2 separate regions of the Macaca mulatta genome follow, and region 2 is linked to region 1. The links are chromatin contacts, called in public Hi-C maps. All regions are on one chromosome and are shown on one strand. Each heading gives the region's core, a stretch centred on a gene start, on an enhancer-like site or on the middle of the called end of the contact. The rest is flanking DNA. Distances are from core to core; before and after follow the strand shown. Region 1 overlaps CDKAL1 (CDK5 regulatory subunit associated protein 1 like 1). Region 2 overlaps CDKAL1 (CDK5 regulatory subunit associated protein 1 like 1).

Region 1 (3,634 bases), core at 433-2,932:
CTACAAACCCATGCTTGTCTTTGTATATAAAATATTTTTTTTGCACTAAGGTAAAATTAAAGCAAACTGTATGTGACATTTATTAGTGACTTATACAGTAGACCCTTAACATTCAAGACCAACCATTCTGTTTTTAACTATTTCTTCATACCATGAAAATCTGTGGAGAGAAGCAATTTGAATTTCCTGAGGCTTGAATTTATATTTGAATAGCTTGTACTCTTAGGCTCAAATGGAGGATCAAGTCATTTATTTGATGAAGGAGCTTAGCTAGCATCTCAGCATTTATATCTCAGTGTAATATAGAGTAAGTCTCTGACAATTTTTTAGTTGTAAATTACTAAATCTTTGTATTTGTGTGGAAGATGTCACCGAAAGGGGAGACAGTTATTAATGGTATGACCTTTGTCAATTTGGAGATTTATAGACAATAAGGATCTACTGTGTTAATATTTGAACATTTGTCAAATAACTTAGTTATTTTGATTTGTGGTCATTTTCTAACATGTAAAAGTGTGATTCACACCAGCATGGGTCATTTTGTGAATGTTCAAAAAACACGATTTATGTTTGAAGTGTATCCTGTTCAGTTTAGATGACTAAACTGCTTTATACTTGCAGCCCAGACATCACTAATCTAACAGATCTCAGAAGACTGTCAGATTAGGTGTATTGTATTATTAGAGTCACAGTATGTTTTCAGGCCAATTTCAGAACCAATGTAGGAGTGTGGTCATTCTCAGCCCCTTCTGAGAGGATAAGTATTGTCACAGAAACCATGGTGAAGACTGACACAGAATCGTGGGACTTCATGGTCTGGTACTAACCTATTTCTCTGACTTTACATTTTCCTTCCTCTCCAGGTATGCACTTATTTTAGTAGTATCTTTGTTGAATAATTTCCCCTATCCCTAACCCAAACTAGCACTATCAAAAGCTTCATAATTACCTGTCACCTGGAATTGCCTTTAATCACCATTAATTCATTTTTGCTCACTAATGTAGAGGTTAGGAAATGGGAAGGAAATGGCCAAAGTATGTAACCCATATATAGTGCATCTGTATGGATGTATAGAGGTGGCATGAATAGGTATTAAGGGAATGAGGAAGAAAGCTGGGCAAATTGATCCTTTCTTTTGAGCTATGTATTACTTCTCTATAATAAATCTTATATTGTTAATTAGTTCAGAGACACACATAGGCATACACTCATACAGGAGGAGAATTATAATTTGTACATATAAGAAGGGAAGTATCAATACTGTTGATATTTTTAATGATGACTTTCCTATTTCTGCCGTGTAGAAAGGGTAGTAAATATCACCCCCATTCTAAAAGTAGTTTTGGTGAAATCTGAAAGGGTCTGCTCCTTTATTAGTTGATCCAGACTCCATTGATAACACTAAATTTTCATGCTGTTCTGCAGTTATAGACCCTTAAACTTAGACTCTCTTTGTCCTTCATCATTGTAATTTACACACTGGGTTGGTACATTCTCTTCAAGACAGTTTGCCTTGCGCTTCCAGCTGCTCCCCAATAGCCATTGTGCTGAATAAGCACTTATTTCAGTATGTCCTTGATACAATTAATGCAGGCATCTGCAGAAGCGGCCGTGGCAGCAGCAGCTGCAGTGCCTTATGGAAGCCAACTTCTGCTTAGCATTGTGATAAAAGAAATAGTTTTGAGCTGGAAGCTAATGTTGGCTTATTTTTAGCATAAAAAGAGTTGCACCTGCCAGGGCTAGCGGAGGACTGAGGTTTGTTGATTACACGTTCTTGTTAGTGCCATTGTTATTGGCAAAATGGGCATGATGTCATCCTTATCAAACTGAATTGGCACCCTGCAGAGTGACAAATAATTTACCCTCTGCGGTTTTATCAGCATGGGCCGTGTGTTAGAAGTGACTAGAGTGCTGAGTTTTCACAGTTGAATGCTATGGAACTGCAGAGGTGTATGAAAATGAAAGGGATTGATACTTGTAATCAGTGCACATAGTAATGGCCAAGGTGTAATGAAACATAAGTGCACATTTAGGGTAATTATGCTGCTACCAGGTGGGGCCCTGGGGCTTTGCATGTATAGAAGCTGCTTGAGGTGGCGGATGTGCAGCGAGGAATACTGCAGCACCATCTGGTAGATTCTCATTTTCTCATTAATTCTTCTGTCCCCTAAGTCTGGGCTACATTGACTTTGAACAGCACTTCATCTGTTCAGTATCTCATCTCATTTTAGTTGGGAGTTGCTCTCAACAGTGGTATTGATATGATGTAATTCACAATCTCGGCCATGTGAGATATATTAAAACAAATCATCTAGTTGACTTTCTTTTTGAGTAAAGCTAACTCTCTGTAGTAACATTCACATGACCGTCTGATTCTAAACTATTTACCACTCTTGTAGTTATTTAAAAAATAAAATAGAGTATCTGTTTGATTTAAATTAGCCAAATGAACTTTGCTCTTCAAAATAATTTATAAATAAAAGTATAATGTAAAGAGTAAATAGTAAACCGCATTGCATTTTCCTTGGTCATTTTTTAACGTGTGAGTTTTATTTCTAGAGGCCGATGTAGCTTTTGTCTCAAATATAACAAAAATTCATTTTTTAGTCAAGCTTCAGAATAAGAAAATACGGTGATGGTTCCCCCGCAGTATAAACATACCAAACACCACTGAAGAAGGCACACTTAAGAATGGGTAAAATGGCTAAAAACAAAAAAAAGTATTTGAGGTTGTATATTGTGTAGGGAAGTAAAATTCTTAAAACTTGCCAAATTAATTTTATATGAATACTTTCAGATAATATTAAAAATAAGATTTCTAGCATAATATTAGTAGGTAGTCCATATATGGTTGATTTCCTTGTCAATATGAATATTAATATCATGAAACATTTTTAAAGATCCGTAGTATATATTCATATAACACAAATGGTCACAATGAAGTAGCATCTGATGGCTGATTTTTAATGCTGTATAATTTATAACAGTGCAGTGTATCAAAATAATTTGGACCATCTAGCATCTGTGATTGCAGGTAACTGACATTAGTGATTTCACTATTTCTTTAATAAGTACAAATATAATATTTATATGGTCTGAGTGCTTGAACAGCTTTCTATAAATAATAGAAATGTCCTCGTTACAATGTTCCACTGAGAGAATCCCCATGCATTTTGTCATTTTATTTCCATGAATGTTCCAAAAATGGAAAATGAGAGAAAAACCTGTTTGCTTCTTCCAAACACTACATGAATGCTCCCTGTGATGCCCTTGAGGTCAGTATTTGTCAGTGTAGTGCCTCGAAGGTGTGGAGAGCTGTTCTGTCAATGATGCTGCTGCCATCTGAATGTCCCATCACTCATTTCCAACCTATTGTCCAGATACCTCAGGCTTCATGAGAGGATAGAGTTATAAGCTACTTTAGTACTTTAAAATGCCCAACTAACTTTTTTCCCCATTTACTTTGAATAAGCCTACTATAAAAGGTTAACAAAATGTAGCTTATTTTTCCCCGATTATATTTCTAGAAACTCATTAGGGCAGCAACGAGAGTTGGTTGAAAACTCCTTTTAAGTTACATCTTGGGAATTTACTTGATTATTACTTAATATATACTATGGCGTTAGAAAGCAT
Region 2 (3,764 bases), core at 488-2,987, 300 kb before region 1:
GATGGAAAAATGAACATTCCAAAACACTGATTTAAAGATCATTATTTAGTGTCTGAGAACTGTAAAAGAAGAATAAATAGCTGAGTTATGTTACACATGTAAACATGTTACACAGTTACTCCAGTCATGAGAAGTCTACCTTTGTCTGGAGGCCCCAGCACATGTCTCTATCAGTCATTTTGGCTTAAGCTAGGATATTTGCAGCATGATAGTGACACCTGTCTTTTAAACAAGTTCCAGAATTTTGTCAATTTTCTTTTTCTTTTTAACCATTAAAAGGAGGTGTTAGCAAGATGGTGTGACTCCTGGGTATGGAATAGGAGAACAATTGGTGTTTCATCATTGCTGAAAATTTTATGCTCTTTGAAATTGGGTATGAAGTATAATAAAAGTCAACAGTTTTGTGAGATTTTGTGGTAAAGCAATTCTTATTTTATTAACTTCACGTCTTCTGCATTTTCAGATTTTATTCTGTAGCATTTTTACTCCCGGGTAACGCATTTATTTGTGTGACCTGTGAAGATGGTAAATGTTGCAATGCTTAGCACCTTCTGTTTCTCCGTGTTCCTCGTAGCAAACTCTATGCTAGTCCTTGTCATAGAACCTACCCATTGTACTTTAGGAGTCAGCTCACAGGACTGACACCTCCCACTTGACTGCAGCCACCTTGGAGGCAGGAGCTTGCTTTTCTCTCTGTGTGGTGTGGAGCAGGTGTTTAGTAATGTTTGTTGAGAGAACAGTGGTCAGAATGAATGGGATTAGTTGTTTGTGATAACTTTTTTTCTCTATATGGCACAGGTATATATATATATTTTATTTTTTTACTGTGTATGTATAAAATGAGGTTGGAATATGTTCTCCATACCCATTTTGTATTTAAAAAAGTTTTTTGTAGTGTATTTTGAAATCTTGGTAGGCTATTTCCATTTGCCTTTTCAGGCCTCCATATACACTGCTATTACAAGGGACTTCTGTCTGTGTTCCCCATTTCCCTTCTTTGTTGGCGACCTAACCTTGGTGACCGTAAGCGATCGGTTGTGAAAGAAAGAGCTGTAAGTGGGGAAGGCTTTCAGAGTCTGTAGGTACTACCTGGTGGCAGTATTAACACATTCTATTATGAAAGATTTGACAGAGAAAAGGATTAACAGAATAAGGACCAGTTATATATCACCTACCCAGATTTAGAAGTGAAACATTAATGATATAGCTGCAGCCCTCCATGTATGGGGTGGAGGTTAGGTGGGAGTATATTTTTCATTTTCACTTTGTACCTTTTTCCTCTAGAAAAGCTTCAGACTTCAGAAGAGATCTTTCCCTGCTCTGTGCTTTCATAGTACTACCCCAGGCCTAAGTGTATTATTAAACCTGCCAATGTATTATAACCATCTGTTCAGATGTCTGTCACCTCTACCAGGCTGTACTTCATCTTTGTGTTTTCAGCATCGTACATAATAGCTGGAATGGAATAGGTGCTCAGTAAGTGCTTGTTGTGTGAATGACTGAATGAATGAATAGGTACAATTCTTTTCTCAAAATACCATGTTCATATAGGATTCTGTTTAGCAAAACTATTTCCTTGTCTAGCCCACAGTTACAGGGCCTTGGTGCTCTGATTTGAACAAATTGAATTAAACATAAAATCCTGTAGAACAGATGCATTTACAAGTCTGTGCTCACACAGCTGCTGGTCTATTTAATAAAAACATTGCTGTTTTGATTGGGTATTCATAGTCTTTCTTTTTGTTAACTCTATTAGTATCATGGTGTAAGCAGACTACAGTCTAGGGAAGATGAGTGGAAGAATGAGCCAATGATCAGAACTCAGAGAGACAATAGGAGATGGATGTCAAGAAGATGGATGGGGAAAATGTTTTAGTCTTAGGTGTAGTTACAATAAAAAGAACAAATACATGTATTTGTCTTCCCTGGACCATATCTCATAAATCTCTGACTCCATATTTCTTATGCAATTATTGTAACCTTCCTTCCCCTAAATCACCTAAGTGTGTATAACATTCCTACTCTAAGTTACAAAAAATAGATACTGATGCATTTGCCTTTTAAATTTTTAAAAATTCAGGTATAATTTACATCCAATAAAATGTATATATCTTAAGCGTTCAGTTCAGTGATTTTTTTTCCCATTTATGCACCTATGTAAACACTACCCCAAACAAGGTAGGGGATATTTCCATCACCCCAGAAAATTTTTTCCTACCTCTCTCCAGTCAACCCTCCTTTTCCTTTCCCCTCCCCTCTGCAGCAGCCACTTTCTGATTCTGATCCCACTCGTTCTTGGGAGTCATATGAATGGAATCATAGTATGTACTTTTATGTCTGGCTTCTTTTATTCAAGACACTGTTTTTGGATTTATCCATGTTGTTGCATGTATAAATTCAATTTGCTTCTAGCAACAGAAATGTGTATACTAGAAATCAAATACAAATTTATTTTTACCTTAAAGTTGAGAGACTGAGTAGTGCCTTTTTAGGAGTATTCCACAGCAGCTCACATTTATAGAGTGCCAGTCCCTGTGCTCTGTGCTTTACACACATTATCTTATTTAATTGTGTTTTGGGATTGTTTTAGTTGTTTACTTAGTTCTCTATGGCAGACATGTTTGGTGAAAGCATTGACATCCGATGAAGAAGCTGACTTGATGTTTGACAAAAGAAACTGTCTTGTCATATAAAATTCTGATTGTTTTCTCAGGACTAAGTACCAAGCACTGTTTATGGCAGACATTGATGAGCTTAAGTCATGAACCAGGAGGAAAAGTATAAAAGGACAATGGAAGAGAGTTACTGGGTGGGAAAGAAAGAAGTGCAGTAGCTAGATTAGATTCCTCATATACTATCTATGATGAAATTTTTGAGACAGAGTCTCGCTCTGTTGCCCAGGCTGGAGTGTAGCGGCGCAATATCAGCTCACTGTAACCTCCACCTCCTGGGTTCAAGCGATTCTCCTGGCTCAGCCTTCCGAGTAGCTGGGATTACGGGCCTGCACCACCATACTTGGCTACTTTTTGTATTTTTTTGTAGAGACAGGGTTTCAACATGTTGCCCAGGCTGGTCTCGAATTCCTGACCTGAAGTGATCCACCTGCTTTGGCCTCCCAAAGCACTGAGATTACAGGTGTGAGCCACTGTGCCTGGCAAAATTGCCTTTCTTCATAGAAGAAAGTTGCAAAATATACAGGAATGAAAGTATATTGCATACAATGTGGATGCCTGAAAAAAAGCATGTATAAATTGTGCTTAGCCTCTCAAAGATGCTTGTAATCAGTGCCCTTATTTTTGTTCAGAATTATATCAGCCCAGTTTTGAGTTTTTACATATAGCTTTTGTTTTACTAGCACATATGTAATACCTGTTATGGTGCCAGTTCATTGTCCTGATTGCTTTACGTATATTAATTATCAAAACTCTGCGAAGTGGAAATTTTTTCGGTTTTTTAGTCCGTGTTTTCCACATGAGGATACTGATGCAATGCGAGGTTAAAGAACTAGGCCTGAGTCACATAGGCAGTGCAGGTGGAGCTGGCATTCTAACCTGGTCTGATTTTGGAGCCCGTGCTGTTAGTCACTACACCGTGTGCCTCAGCCTCCCCTCTCCCTAACATGCTTCTCATTCATTCTTGATCCTAGGGATGATGCTGGTTGAGTATTTCAAGGTTTGTAAAGATTGACCGTATCAAAACAGATGTAGCAATTGGGCCTTTGATAATTTCTATAATTCACAAAATAGATCTTAAAATTGCATAGT

Evidence for each region. A called contact is a pair of places that touch in the nucleus more often than the background predicts.
Region 2: a contact with region 1 is called in a Hi-C map of fetal cortex germinal zone, with 5 times the contacts expected there. The contact joins two enhancer-like sites. A contact is called at or near these places in 2 of 14 Hi-C or Micro-C datasets (fetal cortex germinal zone and fetal cortical plate).

What each region holds. Positions count from the first base shown.
Region 1 is chr4:162,249,784-162,253,417 of T2T-MMU8v2.0, reverse strand. All of the region lies in intron 9 of CDKAL1 (CDK5 regulatory subunit associated protein 1 like 1), which reads left to right. Among named protein-coding and RNA genes, the nearest start is that of CDKAL1, 350 kb to the left of the region's middle. Within about 2 kb of position 1,682, at least 6 of the 40 cell types and tissues checked have an H3K27ac peak or open chromatin away from gene starts, as enhancers often do. A contact at or near this core is called in fetal cortex germinal zone, where this site is marked.
Region 2 is chr4:162,551,479-162,555,242 of T2T-MMU8v2.0, reverse strand. All of the region lies in intron 4 of CDKAL1 (CDK5 regulatory subunit associated protein 1 like 1), which reads left to right. Among named protein-coding and RNA genes, the nearest start is that of CDKAL1, 44 kb to the left of the region's middle. Within about 2 kb of position 1,737, at least 3 of the 40 cell types and tissues checked have an H3K27ac peak or open chromatin away from gene starts, as enhancers often do. A contact at or near this core is called in fetal cortex germinal zone, where this site is marked.